2 separate regions of the Capsicum annuum genome follow, and region 2 is linked to region 1. The links are chromatin contacts, called in public Hi-C maps. All regions are on one chromosome and are shown on one strand. The core of a region is the stretch at or near the end of the contact, and the rest is flanking DNA. Distances in the headings are between cores, read along the strand shown.

The links. A called contact is a pair of places that touch in the nucleus more often than the background predicts.
Region 2: a Hi-C map of leaf shows a contact between it and region 1, with 4 times the contacts expected there. The contact joins the promoter of LOC107864157 here to the promoter of LOC107864682 in region 1. A contact is called at or near these places in 2 of 5 Hi-C or Micro-C datasets (leaf and placenta).

Annotation. Positions count from the first base shown.
Region 1 is chr3:20,234,714-20,238,487 of UCD10Xv1.1, forward strand. LOC107864682 (transmembrane emp24 domain-containing protein p24beta3) reads right to left here and starts at 1,681. Exons shown (of 4, transcript XM_016711122.2): 1 at 1,260-1,681. The coding sequence starts at 1,487. It overlaps LOC107864683 (aspartic proteinase), which reads right to left. Exons shown (of 14, transcript XM_016711123.2): 13 at 2,815-2,900; 14 at 2,385-2,728. The coding sequence ends at 2,644.
Region 2 is chr3:20,777,693-20,781,466 of UCD10Xv1.1, forward strand. It overlaps LOC107864157 (ADP-ribosylation factor-related protein 1), which reads right to left and starts at 1,855. Exons shown (of 7, transcript XM_016710442.2): 1 at 1,810-1,855; 2 at 1-12.

The sequences.
Region 1 (3,774 bases), core at 431-2,930:
CACTCTACCTTGTCCCAAACAATCCTCATTTCTAGTCCTATCTCTCAGGCATGCCCACACATACATCGCAATATTCTCATTTCTGCAACAAACTTCTAAACATAACAGTTCTTGAATGGCCAAGACTTTGCCCATACAACATAGTTGGTCTAACTACCACTTTGTTAGACTTGCTTAAGTTTGGGAGGCACCTTCTTATGAGTTATCACACAAGACTCCGGATGCGAGCATCAAGAGAAGCAGTATACACATTTTCTATGAAGAATTATACAAGCAAGAGTTCTTATCATTGTTATCTATAAAAATCTATACAAACTCACAAAGAGCAAAATCTAAGACAGACAAACTAACACGCTCATTTAAAATCAAAAGCAACCTACCTCAACCCGCTATCATTCTACTCTAATCCACGACCTCCACACCCTCTTATCTAGGGCAATGTTCCCGATAAGCTGAAGTTGCGTCATGTCCTGTCTAATGGCCTCTCACCAATACTTCTTCAGCCTACCTCTACCTCTCCTCACACTCACTATATCCAACCTCTCGCACATCCTAACTGAGGCCTTTGCGCTTCTCCACATCAAATGTCCAAACCATCTCAATCTCACTTTCCTCATCCTATCCACCAAGGAGGCCACTCCCACCTTATCATGGATATATCCTCATTCCTGATCCTATAGCTTCCAGTATGACCAAAATCTTAAAGAGAAATGAGAAAAACTAATGCACATCTAAAATCAAATTTCAAAAAGCACACAAACACGTAGATCAATAAAATTGCTAACAATTAAGCATAGGAAAAATAAAGTTTCATATAATGAAATCTATGCCGGGATGATCGGAGCTCCAAAAGATATCATGATCAACGACGACGAAGTTTCCAGAAATCGTGTCGTATTCATAGAGAACGTATTCCTATACGCATTCCTCATCTTCAACTGTTACCGATAACGCCGTTATGTCGTTTACGAAACTGAATAGCAAAATTGATATCAAAGCCAAACTTTTGACCGCTTGATTCCGTCTCCGGTTACCGTTTCCCATTTCCAGCGCCGACGATGATTTTCAGTTTTTCTAGTTTTACTTGTGTGACGAATTAAGCACCAAAACAATAGATCGATAAAATTGCTAGCAATTAACGAATAAATCGATAAAATCACTAACAATTAATGCATAAATCGATAAAACTACTAACAATTAACACATAAATCTATATAAAAAATTGCACAATTAAGCATAAGAAAAATATAGTTTCATACAGTGAAATCGATGCCTGGATGATCGGAGCTCCAGAAGATATCATGATCAACGACAACGAAGTTTCCAGAAATAGTATCGTTTTCATAGAGAACATATTCGTATACACATTCCTCGTCGTTAACTGTTACCGATAACGCCGTTATGTCGTTCACGAAACTGAATAACAAAATTGATATCAAGGCGAAGACCTTTGACCGCCTGATTCCGTCTCCGGTTACCGTTCCCATCTCCGGCGCCGACGATGATTTTCAGCTGTGACGAATTGGGAAAAAATTGTTTTCGGAGATTTTGGGGCTGATTTTGTAAGAGAGAGAGCGAGGGGTGGGGGTGGGGGGTAGTAGTTCCGTGTTTGTGTAATTTTTTCTATAAATTCTACTATAGACCGATGTCTTTTTCTTTGATTGGTTTGTTTATTGGGGCTAGTTTGGAACCAAGGATAAAGAATAATTAATTTTATGATTAAGTTTAGTAGGAATTGTCTCATATTTGATTGGAATAAAATTATTAGATAAGTTATTTTAAGATAATTTATTGGCCCTCAACCAAACGAGCTCATTAGTGTGTGGTATGAGGAAGGATATTTTTCATAAAAATATCTTTTAAAAAATAAATTAATTTATTACTATTTTCTAGTATGATTAGAAAGAAAAAATGTTATGTTAAATGCATAGAATATCACTTATATCACATATAGAATATCATTGTATGAAAATTATTTTGTAGAGAAATTATTTTTGAAAAAAGTATTCCATCCAAATATGAGAAAAAAAAATTGTTTTCATCCATACCAAACACATTACACACCCTTACTTCATTTTCTTCCTGTCCTGTATTTTGTGCAACATTCCTTCGCAAAAATAATATTGTATTGATTAAAAAATAATTTAATTAAATTAACCTTATTTGTTTTTATCTCAAATTATTTCTATGATCACATCTTGCTTTCATCAAATTATTAAGGTACAGGTAAAATAGAAGAAAACAATGCAATTTTCTCTTCTTGTTGATTTTTTCGTGTGACGTGTGAACTTTACCTTAGAATGAATTAGAGAGTTTTGAAATACGTTAAGCGCTATAACTTATTCAGTAGGACTCCTTCCCTACAGAATGGAATTCCACATCGATCGCTCAAAACCAGAAAAGTAAATTGTGTTACGTGAAATATTACATATTACCGAAACAAATATACATTGTTCCGTGTCCATCAGCATGAAGGACAATGAACTAGAGTGAACAATTGACAAATGACCAAAGAAGTACAAACAGTTTTATTCACAACACCAGAATTTCATCTGCCCTCAAAAGGAAAACCAAGTTGCAAAACCAAACAAATTTTGAGTAGTGACTAGTACAATGTTTTTTGAGTAATCCATGAAAACCACTCTAAGCACTTTCTGCAAATCCAATTTGTAAATTGCCAAAATCGAAAACCGTGTGATATGCTCTCAAAAATGCATCTCCAAGAACCCTGCAAAAGTAGAATCTTGAATGTATATCATACATATTGGATGTTATGTAATGCAGAATCACTTGCAACAGTGACAATAGTCTTACCAGAGGGGACGTCGCGGATGCACATGTAGAGCTGTAAATCCACTGAGACAGTGAACACCTTGGATGCCATCAACTCTGATAACATACTGTTATGCAAATTCACAGGAGGAAAATAGTAAGTGGAAGCGAAGAAGTTAACATGCTTCTTATCGCGCTATAAAAGAAAAGAGCCATTTGTTTGGATTTATTGTGTATAGAATCAACCCCTTGTTGGTGTTCTACATACCAACCAAATAATGGAAAAACAATTCCATATTCAAAGTTATCATTAGATCAATTCATTTATAAGAATCCATTTAGTGAACCAATTTCATCGAAGCAGACTGTCTTGAACTCATAATAGCCTATGAAGAACTCATAATAGACTCTCTTGAATCCATTGAAATCTGATGCTAAAGGAAAGCTAATTCAAGTAGTGGAAGCAATTTTAACGCGGAGAGAAGCACTTGAAACACTAGGTCCATTTCATTTTTGAATCTTAAAGGGACATCAGCTATCAACTATTATAGGTCGACAGGAAAAATAAGAACAAAGTTAAGTTAGAAGCTTATTGCTTCAGTTGAATTTGTTACTATAATTTTGTTCTTTTGACATCTGCAAAACCAGCTGAGCTATGTTTTTTCTCCATTACATAATCATAGTTCAACAGAAAGCCACTATTGAAACATTATGTTGCTTGGACTCTTCAAAAATGTCAGCGGGTGCATGTTGGATTCTTCCCAAAATAGTGTATTTTTTGGAGAATCTGACACGGGTGCAGCATCGAAGTGGAGTCCACCCAACTTAGGTGAAACATGGAATGAGACATAAACATATAATCAAACTTGACATCAGTTGACAAGTAAACACCAACTTTGAGTTTGCACATCTAGACACCTCAACTTGGTCTCAACTGACAACTAGACACTCCAACTCGTCCTCACTATGTCTCATGGAAACTCAATGCTGGCGTGACACATA
Region 2 (3,774 bases), core at 605-3,104, 540 kb after region 1:
TCAGAAGGAAACCTGAAAAGAAAGTACTCATTACCATCTCCATGGATAGCAAAAAAAAACATGTCAATATGAACAAGTCACATATATCATACTAAAGTCAATGAACATACTTATATTTCAGAAGGACACCCCACAACAATCATGATGCTTGCTAGGCACGTAGAAATGCAACTGAAGCCTCAATATCATACATTAGGTGTTCTACAAACCTGGTTGGGTATCTAGAAAACCCCATTTACATCTCAATATACACATGTTTTCTAATGAACTATAATATATACATGTTTTCTAATGAACTATGTTGCTCAGATCCTCCAAAAATGCAATTGCATCCGTGTCAGATACTCAAAAAATATCATATTTTTGGAGGCTATGTTGCTCGGACTCTCCAAAAATGTTGTCGCACCGGGTCGGATCCTCCAAAAGTTCACAACTTTGGAAGAATCCGACACTCACCCGTCGACATTCCCAAAGAGTTCAAGCAACATAGTTTGGAAAGATAATGAATAAAATTATTAGTAAATGGCGTAATTCATATTGGGATTAGAATTAACCCCTATTTATTAGTGATGAATGGTCGGAAAAGGAGAAAGTGAAACCTGATTGAAAGAAGGAAGCGGTGGATCGACTGTTCGCTAACGTTCCGTTGTGTACGGGGGGGGGGGGGGGGCTTAGTTTTGTATGCAGATCCACCAAAGTTTTTTTATTAAAACAAACTTTGGGTTATTCGATAGCTCCCAAGCGCAGTTAATTATGAAATTTAGTTATTTATGTCAAAATTAAGGGTCGTTTGGTTGGAAAACAAGTTATGCTGGGATTAGTTATGTTGGGATTAGTTATGCTGGGTTCCCTTATCATTAGAAAAAAAATAGAGGTTAATTCTCATCCCAATATGAATACGCCATTTTACTAATAATATTATTCATTATCCATCACTAGCACTGTAGTGCCAAATTCATAGATTGGTTCTGATTCTCGATTCTTGGGATGCATACTATGCAATTAATTACTATAGTTAATTATTAGTAGTAACTTGTGGAAGAAGGGAGTCGTGATACCAACTATTAGCTGTGTTGCTCGAATTCTCCAAGAATACTACCAAATGTACGTGGGTCCCTCCAAACTATGTTGCTCGAACTCTTTAGGAATGTCGACGGGTGAGTGTCGAATCCTTCCAAAGTTGTGAATTTTTGGAGGATCCGACCCGATGCGGCAACATTTATGGAGAGTCCGAGCAACATAGACTCCAAAAATATGATAATTTTGAGTATCCGACACGGATGCAATAACATTTTTGGAGTATCCGAGCAACATAGGTCATTAGAAAAACAAACACCACATGATTAATAGTAAATTCAATTCAAATCACAAAGTACAATCAATACACATACAGCAGAAGCACAAAAAGATCAGATTTTCACATCAAAAACTGCTAAATTCAAGCAGCCGTCTTCCTAAAAAACAAACCCCACATCACTAATACTAAAATCAGTTCAAATCTCCGGATGCATTCATCAGACATATAGCAGAAACACAAAAAAGACCAGATTTTTACATCAAGAACTACTAAATTCAAGCAACCACACATCAATAATACTAAAATCAGCTCAAACCATCAAGTACAATCTATACACGTACAGAGAATTGGAAATTAGAATATATAGGCCGCCCTTGTGTGGATCAAGCCAAACTTTGTATAAGCATATATTATAGGTTAGAAATTGGACAGAATTGAAGATGAAGCAGAAGAATTTTAGACTTCAAATCTTTAAAGTAAGATTGAGCAGTAAGAAGAGCAAAAATTATTACCTGTGAGCGCAACAACAAGAGCCGAGCAGCAAATCGTCTTTGGCCATCTCTAATCTCTTTGAGTTTTCAGCAAATGTTGAGCTTGATGCCTTGAATATCGACTTTTGGGTCCACTGATATTATCAGTTTATTGAGAGACAGAGAGAGTGAGGCGTAGTGAAAATTCAGAGATGAATTATGTAACCAGTAAACCTAAGTCTCTAGGGTAAGAAATGACGGTGGGCTACTGGGCTTGGGAAATGGGATTTAATTGGGATGGGCGGTGGGTAATAGACTTAGAAATGAAAATTATATATGGGCCTCTATTTGACTATCGGGTTATCGGGTGGCCCGATATAAATTTTAAGAAAATCGCCACCCGAACCTATAACTCGTTAATGAGAAATTTGAAATCGTCACCCGAATCAATAAGTTTAAAAATCGAATCGTTAATCCGATAAACAAATTATCGATTCGGGTTAATGATTTGAACCAAAATCTGCACAGCTGCAATTGGGTGTGGTAATTTTTTATGGCTTCTTGTCTCTTTACTATTTTTTTTCTAAACTATTTTATCTTAAGGAGGGGGTCTATGCGAATCAGTCTCTCTATCTCACCTCTAAGATAGTGGTATAAACTGCATACACTTATCCTCTCAAACCCACTTGGTAGAAATATACTGAATATGTTATTGTTTTAAAAAAAAAAATGTCGAAAAATATCAACTCCATTGGTTGGAGGTGGTACTTACTTACCATTGTGTCAAACTATATCTTCTATATTTTTCTCTACTTTTTTTATATAGTAGAAAAGTTTTATTTTCGACGTAACTGCTTTTTGTTGTTTAAAAAAGGTTGATTTAGAGATAAAAGTTTACGTTACGTATATTGTTCATTGCAGGTTATAGCGATAGTTTTACACGAGACAACACGATGAACGTTTTCTCTTTTTGTTTTTAATTTTTTAAGTACTTACATTTTTAGACTTTCAGAAGTGATTTCGTGTTATTATTGAGTGACCTAGTCTCTAACATAAGAGATTAAGAGTTCGCTTCAAATATGCTTTATTTTTGTCAATAGAAAACATATACAATTTTTAAACTTAGAGGACATAATCATTGAATTTGCAAAAGCGATGAGTTTCATCCTAAAAAAAATAAAAAAAATACAATGGATCTAATTGAACGCAAACAAAATAACTAGAATTCATTGAATCAAACCTAACTAATTTGGAATTAAGCCTTTGTAGTAATAGTATTTTTAACATACTTAAATAGCGCACTACAAAAGAAAACAAATTAACCATGGACAAATTCTATCTCCAAACAAAAAAGAAGCTATTAGACGAATTATCAAAAATAAATTATTTAGTGGCGGAATATTTAGCAAAGAGAGCCCATAGCTAATTCTATTTAGGCCAAACACATCAACAGGTACCCCAACTTGGCACCATCTTTCATTTTGGTACCTTAAATGGATGTTGTTCACTTTTGACACCTTAAATAGCATACAGGTGTGTTAGTTTGGCACTTTTTGTTGAGTCAGCAAAAATCATGAGCTACACGCATTGAAAACGCGTTTAAGGGGTATTTTCGTAACTTTTTTTCCATGTTCTCCTCTTTCCTCACTATTTTTGATCACTATAATTTTTCAACAACTTTTTTTCCTTTCAGATAATGCATTTTCCACCATTTACCTTTCTCAACTTTCATCTTTGAGTCATCATCTTCTTATCATTCTTTCTCCCAACTATCTCTCAAACTTATGATAAATTTTAACATTTTTTACTAAATTATACTATTAATTTCATTTCTTTCCAATTCAATGTCTCTATTAATAAAATCGTGAGAACCATAAACGATAAAAGACTGGTTGTGTGACATGTGTAGGTGTACATTAAAGCTCGACTGTTCAAAGATATCAAATCTACCGATTGACCAAAGGCATCCGATGCATGTTCACTATGGAACGTTCAAAGGATCCACTT